Regions from separate parts of the Sus scrofa genome. Here region 2 is linked to region 1. A link is a contact called in public Hi-C data. All regions are on one chromosome and are shown on one strand. The core of a region is the stretch at or near the end of the contact, and the rest is flanking DNA. Distances in the headings are between cores, read along the strand shown. Region 1 holds the start of SYNGR2 (synaptogyrin-2). Region 2 overlaps TNRC6C (trinucleotide repeat-containing gene 6C protein).

Region 1 (4,308 bases), core at 1,081-3,580:
CCCAAGATCAAACGGATGCTACCAGCAGGTACCTGAGAAGAGCAGGTCACCGATGACCAGGTACTTGCGGTCAGTGGCGTTGCTGATCTGGGGGAAATAGATGTCCACCACGAAGAAGAAGGCGGAGCCCAGGAAGGCCAGCACCCCGATGGCGCTGCCATAGCGGCAGGCGTCGTCGTTGCAGTTGAACACGCAGTACTGCTCTCCGGACTTGTGGCTGTTGCTGTAGCCCTCCCCGAAGATGCAGGAGAACACGATCAAGGCCAAGACCTGAGGGGCAGGCGGGGGCAGGGCTGAGGGCCAAACCCCTCGTGGAGAGCAGAGGACACTGGCCTCTGAGCTCCTGCTGGAGGTCAGCGTCGCAGCCCGTCCTGGACTTGGGGAGCTGCTTGCTGGTGCTGTCTCTCCCTTCTCCCCGGCTATCTCCGGACACCTGTCACCAAGGGCATGGCCGGACTAAGGGCGATGCGCCCACCCAGGCCCACTCCCGCTCTCACTGAGTTCTAAACAGCATGTGTCACGAAGTCATAGAAACCGAAGCCTGGAGCGGGGACAGTGCGGAGTGGCCGGGGATCTCCTGGGCGGGGACTGCCCCACCCAGCCCTCTGCCTTGGGGGCTGGGTTAGGGTGGTTAGGCGCTTAGTGAGCATGAAGCGTGATGCGCCCCCCCGGGCCCACTCCCACTTTCAGAGAGGTCTAAACAGGATGTGTCACAAAGCCATAGAAGCCAAAGCCCGAGTCTCACCCCTGATCACCCGCCTGAGTCACCTCTGCCCAAACGCTCCTCTCGCCTCAGGAAAGCCATGCCAGCACCCTCGGAGCTGAGCTGTGTCCCCAGACCCCCACCTCCTAGAGCCCCCCTCTGACTCTTCCTGGCTCCAGGCTGGCCTCCCCAGTTTGGCCAGCTCTTTTCCTACCGGGAATCTGGCTGCTTTGGCATCCTGGCCCCTGTCCTCCCAGGGAACCCCAGGTGGCTTCTCGCTCTTGGCGTCCCACCCACACAGGACACACCTCAGGCTGGTCTGCCCCGCAGGCCTACGGACACCCCTGGAGGTACTGGGCGGGGCCTGAGGGAACACACCCGCCAGAACTCTGAGAGGGGCTCCCGGCCCTTGGGAACGGCCTCACCTCGACTGTCTCCTCCCCAGAGTTAAAGGCCATCACCCAACCTGCTTTATGTCGGAGGATGCAGGACCGTGTGGACACCGGCTCCCTCTGGGACAGGCCCAGGCCTCTCCCCCGCCTGCCCTGCTTGCCTGCACAAGGCCGTCTCAATAGGCTCTGGAGCTGGCAGTCACATGCCCCACCCCCAGCTGGGGATGAAGCCGGAACTCTGGATGCTGGGAGGAGTGTGCCAGCCTGACTCCTGGCACTGCCATCCCGAAACCGGGGCATCCGCTCCTGGGGTCAGACCCCACAGTCAGGCAGGGCGGGGGTGAGGGTGTCACTGGGAGCACAGGCTCCAGTCCCAGGCAGGTGTGGTGTGGGCACTGCACACCAGCCCTCTGCCTGCCCACTGGCCAACACCTTGCCCAGCTTTGGGTTCGGGTTATCCAAGAGCATGGGACCGCCCACCAGCCCCTCACCCCCCTCCCCAGCCCCCGGTTAACCTGTTGCCTGAGCACTGGCCCAGCCGACACAGGAAGGGGAACATCCTGGAGTCACCTGATCTCGGGTGGGGAAGCAGACCCATGGGCTGCTCTCGAGTGGAAGACCGACCCTATTTCAGGGCACCAGGCTGCAACCGCTCCCCCGCCCCCGCACCCCACGTGGCTTCAGAAAGCCCCTTCCTGATGAATTCCCCCAAACGGGGAGCAGCAGCGTGCCGGCCACCTGTCCTGGAGCAGTCCCAAACTCCTCCCACCGCCAGCAGGGCGACGGGCCTGCTCGCCGCGGGCCTCCTGGCCACCCCGCGCCGGGGCCCAGACGTGGGGGCGGTGGGACCCTGGCGGGGAGGGCGGAACTCCAGGCTAGGGGGCCGGCGGTGAGGGGGTGGAGGGTCCCGGGCCTCGTTCTCCCTCCCCACGCGCGCCGCCTCCACCCCCAGGCCTCAGCTGCCACCACCTGTCGCGCTCGAAGGCTCGCGGCAGCCCCTCCCCCGGGCCTGGCGATGAAGTCGGGTCCCCGCGGCCCCGAACCCCGGCTCACCAGGCACACGGCGCGCACCACCACCTGCGGCTGCGTCAGGAAGCGCAGCAGGTCGAAGGAGCCACCCGCCTTGGCCGCGCCATAGGCCCCGCTCTCCATGTCGCCGTCGCCGCGCCGCCGCCGCCGCTGCCACCGCCCCGAACCGCCGAGGAGCCAGCCGGCCGCCCCGCCCCCGGCCCGGCTCCTCCCCAGGGGCGTGGCCAGCGCCTCCCCAGGGACCGAGGGCAAAGTGCAGCGCGCAGCGGTCGGCGGTCCAGGGGCGGCCCGGGTACCCCGAGGGCCCAGCCTGGGCTTCTAGCGGCCGACGCCCGTCCGGCGGCCGCGGGCTCGTAGTCCAGCCCACCTCTCGGCCGGGGTTTCGTCCCCCCGCTATTCTGGCCTGCGGCGCGACAGGAAGGGAGCTAGAGAATCCCGGGGAAGAGAGGGTCGCAAGGAGGGCCCGCCCCTCTGCTCCATCCAACCTTTGCCCCTGCGCTCCAGCCCCCTCCTCCTCCAGGAAGCCCCGCCTGAGCCGCGGGTCCCACCTGCCCCAAACCCCGTCTCCCGCACACTTCTCCCTACTCCTTCCCCATCCTACTCAAACCCCAGGCCACGGCCTGGACCCCTCCCTGCCCGGCCTGTCACTCCTTTCTCCTCTCTGGAGCTAAGCCTTGGATGGGGTCAAGCCCACCGCCCCTCCCCATCCTTCCTAGGCAGGGCTGGGCCGCAAGGCTGCGTGCAGGGCTGTGTGACTTCAGACTTCCAAACTCCTAAAGGGCCTGGAGACAGAAACGAAGTTCCCAAGGTGACAGGCAGGGGGCAGAGTTTAACCCAGTTCTTTCCGGAAATAGTTCCGCGTGTCTGAACCCAGGAAGGTTTTTGTGTGTTTATGTGGGTAGTGTCGGGGTGGGGGATAGGGGGTGGTTCTCCAGGGGCCTCAGGCTGACTCAGCAGCGAGGAATTCCAGGCATCCTAGTTGCAGGTAAGGATTAATGAGGGGGTGCCAGCCAGGTAGGGCCCAGAATCCTCCAGTGGAGCCAGACAGTGAGAGGTGAGTGCTGGAGCCAAGGACTGGGTCACCAGTTGATGGGGCGCCTCCAGGGAAGAGGGGAGCGGGTGGGGGAGGAGGCAGTGCCTTTGGTGGGTGGGTGCCACTAGGCTTTCCATTCTACCCCACCCTCTTTCCAGACCTGGATGGACTGTGACAAACAGCTACTCACAGAGCCCCCTGCTTCCTGAGGCCCGCCTCTTCCCCCTCCAGCCCTCACCCCATCCCACGCCTCAAACTAATACCATGTGTGTTTGCTGAAAAGCAGCACCCCAAGAATCCAGCCTGGTGGGCTTTTTCTTCATTCAAACGGTGTCTCCTGTCGGGGCAAGGACTGGGCCTCTCCTGGGGGCTGAGACCAGCCTGTGTCTTCTGGTTCCAACCTCGGTGACGGAGGAGTCGAACTCCAGGTTAGGGCAGCATGTCTCCCAACCACTGCCTCCCCAGGCCTCCAGAAATCCTATGGTGCCAAATGCATCAGCGCCCCAGGCAAAAAGAGGCATGGGGCTCAGTCACCCCATGGAATAAAGGATGGCACTGAATCACCTGGAGGACGGGCACTGGCTTCTGGTCTCCAGCCCCCGTGTCATGGAAGGGAAACAGGTTCAGAGAGTGGCCTGGCTCACCCCCAAGCCTGGCCTCTGGAGAGGACCGGGACCTGGGAGGAAGAGGCCGGAGCCAAGGCCGGAGCCAAGGGGAGTGCTAGGGACAGACACGGGGACAGAGCCCACTGAGGAGGCCGGCCAGGAGTTACCCAGTCGGCAGACCAGCATCAGGGTCCCAGCCTGGGCCAAGAATCCCTGTCTCCGCTAGGGAGAGTCTCTTTCCAATCAGATTCGAGCAGCCAGGAACGAAACCAAGGCTGAGACTGGCACCGCACAAGCGTCCGTCGATGGCCCTAGAATGGCCAGACGGGAACCTAGGTCACACATCAATTTCTCAGCCAATTCAGGTGAAGACGCCAAACATGGAGGAGGAGGAGGGTGGGATCTGGAAAGGGGAGGAGGAATATGCACGCCTCTTACCCCTGAACAGGGGTGTGGTTTGGACCTGGAACAGAGGCAGCTCTCCTCAGTCCTGGCATGGGTTGCCCGGTTGTTGCCATGGCAACCATCTGGTGGGTGGGTCATTTA
Region 2 (4,372 bases), core at 980-3,479, 110 kb after region 1:
ACAAACACCACTTTTCTTAGAATTTATGACTTCAAAAATATTTGAACAATATGGTTTTCATAAACCAAAATCTCTTGTCTATGTTATCAATTCAAGAACTGTAGTCTGAAAGACTATGTGAAAGAGATTTGTAAAATGACTGACTTCTGGAAAGGTATTTGGAATAAAGGAAAGCTCTGAAGTAAACCAGGACTGGATTCTCTTATAGGTTATTCTGGACTCTCCAGAATAGTCCAGGAGCTTTAAAAAGGCTAATATCCAGAGTTCCCGTCGTGGCTCAGTGGTAATGAATCTGACTAGCATCCATGAGGATGCAGGTTCGATCCCTGGCCTCACTCAGTGGGTTAAGGATCCGGTGTTGTCGTGAGCTGTGGTGTAGGTCAAAGATGTGGCTTGGATCTGGCATTGCTGTGGCTGTAGCTGTGGCCAGCAGCTACAGCTCTGATTCAACCCCGAGCCTGAGAACCTTCATAAGCTGCAAGAGTGGCCCTAAAAATACAAAAAAAAAAAAAAAAGGCTAAAATCCATGCATCTGATATGCAGCAAGTTTGAGAGTTTATAAATAGGATCCTTCATATCCCTAAGACATCACTTATTTCACAGCATTTTGAAGTTCCAAGTATTTCCACACACTTAAATTAACTGAACCTTACAAATTATATCTGTTTTACAGATGGCCAAATAGAGGCTGAGAGGCCACACCTGGAAAAGGTGTGTAACCAATAAGCAGTAGGGACTGAATGGAAGCCAGTACCTCCAGAATGAAATGCTAGTGCTTCTTCCACTACCACCTTCTATTTCCAAAATACTTCCACTAAAAAGCCTTAACAAGAGAAAAGTAATGAAGTTTCTGTATAATGTTCTCTTTTTTCTATTGTTCAAATGGTTCACACATTCCTTTTTTTTTTTCTTTTTCTTTTGCTGCACCTGCGGCATATGGAAGTTCCCAGGCTAGAGGTCAAATTGGAGCTACGGCTGCGTGCCTACAGCACAGCCACAGCAACGCAGGATCCGAGCTGAGTCTGCGTCCTACACCACAGCTCATGGCAACACTGGATCCTTAACCCACTGAGTGAGGCCAGGAATCAAACCTGCAACCTCATGGGTCCTAGTCAGATTCATTTCTGCTGCCACACGACAGGAACTCCTGGTTCACACATTCTAATAACAGGTGTCTTTGTAAAAATCTAAGTAACATAAATTGTCTTAAGTGATTATACTAAAAATTATAAAACAGCATGGTTTAAAAGAGAAAAGCTTTCTTGTTTTTAACTTCCAAAACGTTACCATGTAAAGATACACTTTTCAAGAAAAAGTATTTAACAAAGAGCTTCCAAAAGCTACGGTAAGCAAAATTTTAATTAGGTATCAAATGAATCAGATAGAGAGGTGCTGACAAGATCTACTGAGGCCTGCGGGTGCTTAATTAGCGCTAACGCCGACACGCAGCCCGCGACCGCTCCTCCCCGCCTGTTTCACAACAACCTGTGCATTACAGAAATAATCCCCAGCGCGCTCCATCGGCAGAAACACGCGGACTAATGCTAACTGAGGACACGCATTCCCCGCCGCTGGCTTTCAAGGGCAAGATGAGCGGAGCCGAGTTTTCCGCTCGGAGAACCTAAGACGCCTCCTCTCCACGGCCCTGACTGTGCGGGAAAATCTTCTGCAGAAAGTACTTTGAATTCAGAATTCCATCACTGGGCCGACTCCGAGACATCTCATCTGCCAACCTCCATAAATGCTTAGTAAATGCAGAGGGGAGCGAAAGCTTTCTGAGAACAATAACGAAAGTGTCCAAAAAATTAAGCTTATTGCCGATTTTCTCCAAAGTGACAGGAAAAAAATGACTGCTTCCTCCAGGTTAGGAACCTATTGCAACAAGGACAGAAGGGGGCAAAGCAAACAGCTCCACACCAAGGGCCAGGGCAGCCCGGGGGTCGCCGGCGGGCCGGGGCCGCGGGCGCGCGCAAGGAGGCGGGCGCGCGCGCGGGGGCCCGACCACGGCGCCATCTTGAGCGTCTGCCCCGCCGGCGAAGGGAGCGGGGCCCGAAGGGAGCGGGGCCGGGCTGCCGGGCGCCCCACGGCCCGCGCGGTCTGGGCGGTTCCCTCCGAGCCCCGGCCCCCGGCCCCCGGCCCGGGAGAAGCTGCGCCGTCGGTGGTCTGTGCCGGGCTAGCCTTGTTCCCTCGCCTCGCTGGGGCAGAAGCACCTGCAGGGAGGGCCGCTACCTTGCGCGCGGGCCGCGCGGGCGTCTGTCTCGGGTGGCGCGGCCAGGACGTCCCTGCAGGCGCGGCGCGGCAGGAGGTGGCGGTGCCCTTCCCACGCCCTGAGCGAGCCCATCATCTCCTTCCACCCGGGGAGGCCTCCGCGGCGAAGATTGGAAAGCTCTGGTTATCTAATTGCAGCTGACGCTAAACGGATCTTCCTCCCTCTTTAAATTCTTTCCAGTGTCACAGACATTTTCACTCCAGGACCCAATTAAAGCAGCACCAGAGCCACTTTTCTTTTTTGAAAGTCAGCCAGAAGAGCGACGGTGTGTTGCCTACTGGCTGAATTTGGGTGAACGCACATAAACCACTTCCCTTTCCCGCGCCTTTGTTTTCCCTTCTTTCCTCTTTCCCACTCTTCCTAAATACCCCCTAAGCGGCTGGCATACCAACACCAGCTATCATTTTCCAAATCAGCTCCATATGCAAATGGCACGTGTCCAACTTCTTAATTACTTTCCTGCTTCTATCGACAAAAGATCTACGTAGCAAACACTACCGCATATTAACTAAAGCTTCTGTTTATGACTGTACAAAGCAGCCACCGAAACAATACATTTGTTCTTCCTTTAGCACATTGAGAAAGAATTTTTTTTAAAGATAATAAAAGCTCTCGGTGTTTCAAGCTGGAGTTATGCTGCAGACTGGCAAAAACACAGTCTGAACAGAAAGTAAGGACATTTTTCGGAGCCTTAATAGGATGAATCACTACATTTACATACTGCTAACACTTATCTCACCAGTTAAAATTCTTTGCCACTTGGCTTAATGAGCTCCCCTCCAAATCAGTACATGAACTTCAACATCTATTTTCCCCTGTACTATTTTATTAGAAAGGCAATCCCCCCCCCCCCCCCCCCCCCCCCCGCCAGGTCAAACTGTTGTTACTTAGAGAACTTGGAACCGGGGCTGGACTGAACCCCTCAGGGAACCCTTCCACCCACGGTGCCTCCCGATTGTTTCTTTGGAGGCTGCCAGTGATGGAAGAGAGACCAAGTTCTCCCACAGGGCTGGGGCCTGCCTCACCTGGCAGGACTTTTGCCTGGCTGGTCCTGCCCCGACCCTCCGGAGCTGCCCAGGCCAGTCCACGTGGCTCAGGTCATGCCTGTCTGTGAACCGTGTTCCCACATGAGGGATGTCACCCCCGGGAGATGATCTCAGGTGGAGTCAGAGCATCAACGATTAATGGGAACAGTTGCCTTGATGCTAGAAAACTTCCTTATTTTGAACTGGACTCCCGATATAAAGAATCTGCTTTTGCTTAAACTCACTGGATTTCCCTTCCGCATCAGCATTATTGAACCCTAAAGGCCGAGGGGACTGGGTTTTGCATGCTACTATCGGAAGCCTCAGTTCCCTAGAACACACCATCAGCGCTGACTTAAATACTGTTACAAGACCAGTGGGGCCTCTCCAATGACACCCTGCCTGGGCTCACAAGGAGATGGCAGGAAGCCAACACGACAGGGTCCGACAGAACCTGAAATTGCTTTGTTTCGTTTTTCTCTTTAGGGCTGTACCTACAGCATATGGAAGTTCCTGGGCTAGGGTTCGAATCAGAGCTGCAGCAGCACTGATCTGAACCACAGCTTGTGGCAACCTCGGATCCTTAACCCACTGAGCGAGGTCAAGGATCGAATCTGCATCCTCACTGACATTGTCAAGTTCTTAACCCACTGAGCCACAACGGGAACTCCTCGAACCTAAAATTTGGTAGGAAAGGGGGGGAGGTTTAAATTGCTGCTCTCTGGTGATGTGAGACCTAGCGAAAGCTCAACTGGTCAAACAAGGGTTCTTCTTTGTCAGCAAGCATCGTGATGGTTACTGGAAGGTCAGTAATGTCATGGACACTTTTAATGGCTCCAGAGGCAAGAGTCAACTCAGGTTTGTTCCTACTGCCTCTTAAGTTCACGCCATGGGACAAAGAATAACCTCGGAGCATTAGGCTGGCCATCAGTATATTAGCACAAGCTGATACACTTGGGGAAAACACAGAAAATTAATGTGCTGGGCTGAAATAACTCCCAATTTCACTTTTCTTATCACTAGAAATAGCCTGCTGTTAAGTTCCTAAGGACTAGTCACAACCTGCCCCCTGTTTGAG

What was found. Hi-C and Micro-C count contacts between places; a contact is called where the count stands out from the background.
Region 2: a contact with region 1 is called in a Hi-C map of skeletal muscle, with 2.4 times the contacts expected there. The contact joins the enhancer-like site here to the promoter of SYNGR2 in region 1. A contact is called at or near these places in 2 of 5 promoter capture datasets (fetal liver and liver), 3 of 47 Hi-C or Micro-C datasets (embryonic fibroblasts, retroperitoneal adipose tissue and skeletal muscle) and 1 of 2 datasets of contacts at active chromatin or transcription factors (skeletal muscle).

Annotation. Positions count from the first base shown.
Region 1 is chr12:3,797,333-3,801,640 of Sscrofa11.1, forward strand. It overlaps SYNGR2 (synaptogyrin-2), which reads right to left and starts at 2,331. Exons shown (of 4, transcript XM_021066554.1): 1 at 2,149-2,331; 2 at 33-270. The coding sequence starts at 2,247. LOC110255960 (a long non-coding RNA gene) reads left to right here and starts at 3,026. Exons shown (of 3, transcript XR_002336959.1): 1 at 3,026-3,109.
Region 2 is chr12:3,903,857-3,908,228 of Sscrofa11.1, forward strand. The region is part of intron 3 of TNRC6C (trinucleotide repeat-containing gene 6C protein); the gene reads right to left. Among named protein-coding and RNA genes, the nearest start is that of TNRC6C, 33 kb to the right of the region's middle. Within about 2 kb of position 2,230, at least 32 of the 83 cell types and tissues checked have an H3K27ac peak or open chromatin away from gene starts, as enhancers often do. A contact at or near this core is called in fetal liver and skeletal muscle, where this site is marked.